Regions from separate parts of the Danio rerio genome. Here region 1 is linked to region 2. A link is a contact called in public Micro-C data. All regions are on one chromosome and are shown on one strand. Each heading gives the region's core, a stretch centred on a gene start, on an enhancer-like site or on the middle of the called end of the contact. The rest is flanking DNA. Distances are from core to core; before and after follow the strand shown. Region 1 has its middle 150 kb from the start of sox11a. Region 2 holds the start of sox11a (SRY-box transcription factor 11a).

Evidence for each region. A called contact is a pair of places that touch in the nucleus more often than the background predicts.
Region 1: a contact with region 2 is called in a Micro-C map of caudal fin, with 3 times the contacts expected there. The contact joins the enhancer-like site here to the promoter of sox11a in region 2. A contact is called at or near these places in 1 of 18 Hi-C or Micro-C datasets (caudal fin) and 2 of 4 datasets of contacts at active chromatin or transcription factors (embryo and gastrula embryo).

Annotation. Positions count from the first base shown.
Region 1 is chr17:37,760,738-37,763,441 of GRCz12tu, forward strand. No RefSeq gene overlaps it. Among named protein-coding and RNA genes, the nearest start is that of sox11a, 150 kb to the left of the region's middle. Within about 2 kb of position 1,429, at least 16 of the 62 cell types and tissues checked have an H3K27ac peak or open chromatin away from gene starts, as enhancers often do. A contact at or near this core is called in caudal fin, where this site is marked.
Region 2 is chr17:37,609,925-37,612,980 of GRCz12tu, forward strand. It overlaps sox11a (SRY-box transcription factor 11a), which reads right to left and starts at 1,460. Exons shown (of 1, transcript NM_131336.1): 1 at 1-1,460. The coding sequence starts at 1,394. The coding sequence ends at 330.

The DNA.
Region 1 (2,704 bases), core at 179-2,678, 150 kb after region 2:
TGCTTTTAAAAGCTTAAAGTTGTTCAGTTGTTCTCCCTTGGTTGATAAACTTACACAATGAGTTGACTATTCTTATCTAACCGAGATCCAGCTTTCCATCTGATTGTGTGACTGTAAAATAGCATGCTGTAGATTTGACTCTGGCACACTCAAGGGCAGTTGCTGAGTTTGTCTCCCAGTTTCCAGGCAGACTCCTTCTCCTTCAGTCTTTGCCAAGGCACACCAGTGCATTTCACTTTCAGCGACTACTGCCATTCATCACAGGGCAGGGGGTATAAGTGGGTCTGCATCCCCTCCTCCCTCTTCTCATAGCTGGAAGCACTGTGTTGCATGGACCCCTTCACTCCCCGCAGTCTCCATGCTCCTATCCCCAACTTTCCACAATGGACCCTGACTTCATTATGGGAGCCTGGCTTTCTCTCGGTCTCCCGACAGAGGCATCATTCCTCCTACTTTGTTACGCCACTCTCGGACTTTGTGTCTGGGACCAGCTGATAGCGAGGTCAGGCCCATCCATCTGCCAGGGCTGTGAGCTGTGATGTAGAGAGAGGAGCAGAGGTCCTCATTCAGCAACAATGCCCATTAACAATGCTAACAGAGTCCCGGCAAGGCCGAAGGAGGGGACGGGATGGGGGGTAAGGTGGGAGGGATGGTTGTCACTAGGCAGAGAACAAGATTGCAATGATTTGATAGGTTTGTGGGACTGGGCATTGAGCAGGTCCTCAAGAGTCTCAGATGGTTATTGATTTTCCTCACTTGTGTTTGCTGCCAGATTGTGAAGTTATATACATGTGAAAAGCTCCTTCTGGGATATCAAGTGTAGACCTGTTTAGGTTCGGATGGTGTACATATTTTCATCACCAGTTATAGATATTAATAAACGCAGGTGCTTCTTCTTACCCAATGCAAATTAGCGGAGAATTGTCAGAGTGAGGTAAGTTAAACAGCTGTTATTTTAGTCTTGTTCTGTTGTGATTGGCAGGATTATGTGACACAGTCTTCCTAAACTTTCATTTGAAACTCCATCAGCTTCTCTGCACCTGGCAAAACACTATTTCGGAAAATTTAACAGGCACCTGTATTATTCATCACTGGTTCTTACCTGGTCTACATTTTTATAGCCTAGGGCACAAAAACCCATTTATACACCTAGGTCACCTAATCCAAGAAGCTTAAACTGGCACGCATGGTGCCCAACCCTTGGATATAAGCCAAGACTGCTTTTCGCTTTCTCCTTTTGAAGACTAACTGCTTTGCATTTGAAGAAAACCACAGTGTCAAAGTTCATTTGGTTCTCTGCCAGGCCGTGTCACACGGAAAAGAAAGAAGAAAAAACGTAGTCCATCAACCAAGCAGCACTGACTCACCAAAATATAAGCACATGCATGTGCGCACATATTTGAAGCATGACAAACAGAGACATAGAGGCTTGTGTTGTGTTTCTTCTCCACCCACCTAAACACATAACCACACAGAATACCAACAATGAGTGCTGATAATGTAGCAGACATCTGAATAGTCTGCTCTCCTTTACCCACACAGCACTGTAATCATTTGCATTGTAAAGAGACAGTCACCAAGTTCAATCTACGCTGCATTGTTGTTGACTTTTCTAGAATGTTCTTTTAGTTTAATAGTCCAGGATTTGTTTTCTTAAACATTGCACTGGTTTGCTGATATTATGTATCCAAGGTTTAATTGTACATTATTCATTTTAATTCATCCTGAATTTCCCTTTGCAACACATTTTACTTGAGTAATGTGAATAAATTATAAGCCACTTTCTAAACAAGTAGTTGCATAACGCAAGCCAGTTAGTGAGAGTTATGTGAGTAAACTTCACTCCATTGGCCTCAAGATGTGGATTAGACATGCACTGCTGCAAGACTGTAGTTTTTAACAGCCTTACTTCCATCCCATAGACGTCACTCGAGGTCGAACATGTAGAATCGAAGTTAGATTTTTGACATGAATCGGATGTGAGTAAGGATTAGGCAGGTGAGTGTAACAGAGGGCAGCTGGTAAGAGCTGGACAAGTAAACCTCCCTTCTCTGACCTCAAGAGGCAACTGATGCTGGAGGCTGCAGTATTTACAGGTCTCTTCTGCCAGTCCACCTCCCATGCTACAGATGCCGGTTTCAATCCCAGTAAAAGTTAAACTTGAGTGCTCACAGTATGCTATTCTAAAATCAGCCTTTGCATTAGCAGTGACAACTTTAGGGGAACTCTGTTACTTACCCACTCCCTTGTCAATTTATAATATTCTTGTCAGGAAACCTACTTTTTAAAGTTTTCTCACCTCAGTTGTATTTGTATCTCATTCAAATGTAGAGTTCACTCACCAAAGTCATTCCTTATGCCAGTTTGAGGATATTTAAATGATCCCATATGTGCAGGTAAATTTGTAAATGGTGAATGCTAAGAATAATTGTGTTTTTTTCCTATTACAGACATCCTGTCAGAATGGTAATTGACAGCCTAAGTGGGTCAGCTGAGAGGCCAGGCCCTGTTAATTTATATTCCAAGACATTTCATGCATATTCATGAGCTCCTGCTGTTTTGTCTATCACCAAGCATCATACTTACTGCATAATTGTATTTAGGGAACCGAAGAGCCGTCTGAGTGGTCACACCAATTCAAACGTCACTGTATTATTTCATTACTTCCAACTACAGAGAGAAAATAGACTCTTGAGGCAAATGA
Region 2 (3,056 bases), core at 210-2,709:
TGAGCAACCAGTACTATTTTAATTAGTTATTATTCCTGGTTAACTGTCCATTGTAATAACACAGTCACATTTTTTTGGTAATCACATTTTTTTTCCTTTAAAAAGCAAAAAAACATACTATTCACATCTGAATTACTTGCAGTTTAAAAAATGTACTGATAGACACAAAGTAGTTTCTAGAAATAAACGTTTAAACAGCTTGCCATACGCGCCTTCGTCCCAAAACCCCTATAGGTGGACCAGCAGTGGAAGGCAGGGGAAAGAAATACGTACAGAACAGAGCATTATACCTCTCTCCCGTGTGTGTTATTACTTGGGAATAGTCTTATTTAGTATGTAAAAACCAAGTCCGAAAAGTTCGCTTCGAGCCAGTCCCCAGCTATCATTTCGCTGAGCTCAGGCGTGCAATAGTCTGGAAATTCAAAGTGGGAGCCCAGGCTGCCCTCGCTAAAAGACTCCAACTCCTTATCCACCAGAGAGAGGGAGAGATTCCCTGGATTTTGGCTGCCCAGCTCCGAGCTTTGCGCGGAGGAGGCGAAGTTCAAACTGAAGTCAAAAAGCAAGTCGTCCGCGTCTTCGCTCGAGCTGGAAGACGTGGAAACGGACCTAGAGGATGCTGGTGAGACGGATGCGGGATACATTGTGCTCTGCTTGGTGATGTTTTTGAAGTTGTAATAGAGTCTGTTGTTCCGGACCTCCTCGTACATGCTGGCGCCTTCAGACTCGGTGGACGAGCTCAAAGTTGGGCTGGCGGGAACTTTTGCTACATTGTAGGCTCGTATCGGATCCTCTTCCTCCTCTTTCACCCTGACCCGAGAGTCCTCCTCGGAGTCGTCATCGTCGTCTTCGTCCGTGAATTCACTTTTAATGTGAACAGTCTTTGAAACTTTCGTGCTCTTGAACGCGTACTCGTCTCCGTAGCCGTGAGACGACGACTTGCTCCCCGTCTTGTTCGCTTTCAGTTTGGGACATTTCTTGGAGCTCTTGGAAGTCTTGCTGCACTTTTCCGGAGACGGGGCTGAAGGTTTGGATGAACTGTCCAGCTTTGGTTTCTTCTTCGGTCTGTATTTGTAGTCGGGGTAGTCAGCCATGTGTTTCAACCGGAGTCTCTCGGCTTCCCTGATGAAAGGTATCTTTTCGCTGTCTTTCAGCATTTTCCAGCGCTTCCCCAAGCGTTTGGAGATCTCGGCGTTGTGCATGTCTGGAGACTGTTCCATGATCTTTCTCCGCTCGATTTTAGACCACACCATGAACGCGTTCATCGGTCGCTTTATGTGTCCGGTGGCTGTCTTGCACCAGTCTGGGTTTATCGAGACCATGAATTCGCTTTCATCAGAGTCAGTGGCTTCTCTAGACATGCTGTCCGTTTCGCTGTTGTCCGTTTGCTGCACCATGGTGCCGTTGCCGTGCGTTGTCAGTCCAAAATATCAACCCGTGTGTACGTCTGCTCTCTGCGACTCAGAGGTTCACCCACTCTTTCCAGAGTTACAAGCCGCCTTCTTAACTACTTCTTGGCTTTTTCATGTACATGACATCATGTGTAGCGCTCCAATCACATCCACTCCACTCCGCCCTATAGACTCCAAGCAGCGCGCTTTAACCCTTTACGCGCTCCCGTCTGGAGCCACGCGCGCCGCCAGACAAACTGAACTTCAGTGCTAGCGTCAACAGATAAACAAGACAAACTAAACAAACAAACCGCGCGCTATGAATGTTGCAGGATCCGTTAGACTAAAGGAGAGAGTCGTATGTTATGAAAACATTTGTGCGTTGAAACTGTCTCTCTCACCACCCCGACTTTCTCTCTTTCTCTCTCATAAAGGAAAAAAAACTGAAGGTGGCGCTTGGACACTGTTCCTGTGTTCAGATATGGGTGATTCTTCAATTGGGGGAAATATTCTGTCTTCTGGGATGGTTTATAGGAAGAAAAGCTTTTTAATAAAAAAAAAATACAATCATTCTAGATTAGAAGTAGCATTTCGTCTCTTTATTTAGCTGAACAAAATTAAGAATGTTAATGTAAATTACAAGGGCTTGTTGTTATAGTGTTATTATAGTGTCTCACAATATTTATATGGTGTATGGTGTTTACTTATTTGGTATACTGTTGCCATTATCATGACAAAAGCACAACTTTATGTTATCCTGTGTTATAGAGTGTGATGGACTGTAAAAAAAAAATAATAATAATTAAATCAACACCTGTTTATAAATAATCCAATATATACTATTACACATCAAACCAGAAAGTTTATCAAGGCCACAAATAGATTAGATTAATATATGTAATCTCACATTATATGGACTTTTTTTTTTTAAGTCGGGTGAAATATTGTTTCAATTATGTATTTTTCCAAAATAAAACATAGTCAAAACACCCTTAAATATATATATATATATATATATATATATATATATATATATATATATATATATATATATATATATATATATATAATTATACATGGACTCATGTTACTTATTTGAAATGTATTAAATTTCATTGATTCATTCAATTTCTTTCCGGCTTAGTCCCTTTATTAATCTGGGGACTCCACAGCGGAATGAACCGCTAACTTATTCAGCATATATTTTATGCAGCGGATACCCTTCCAGCTGCAACCCATCACCGGGAACACTCATACACTCATTTACAAACATACACCATGGACAATTTTAGCTTACCCAGTTCACCTATACCACATGTCTTTGGACTTGTGGGGGAAACCGGAGCACCCGGAGGAAACCCACGCGAACGCAGGGAGAACATGCAAACTCCACTCAGAAATGCCAACTGGCTGGCTCGAACTAGTGACCTTCTTGCTGTGAGGTGAAATAAATATGTTTAATATTTATAAAAATTATAAATTGAATATAAAAATAAATATAACATAGATCAAAAACTATCAAAACAACCTTATAGAAATACATGGGCTCTTCAATTATACATGGTCATTATTTGAAATGTATTAAATTCCAAACTAAGATAATTACAACTCATCAAATTGTGTCAAATGACAATAATATGCATTAAAAATTTAAAAAACAGTAAATAT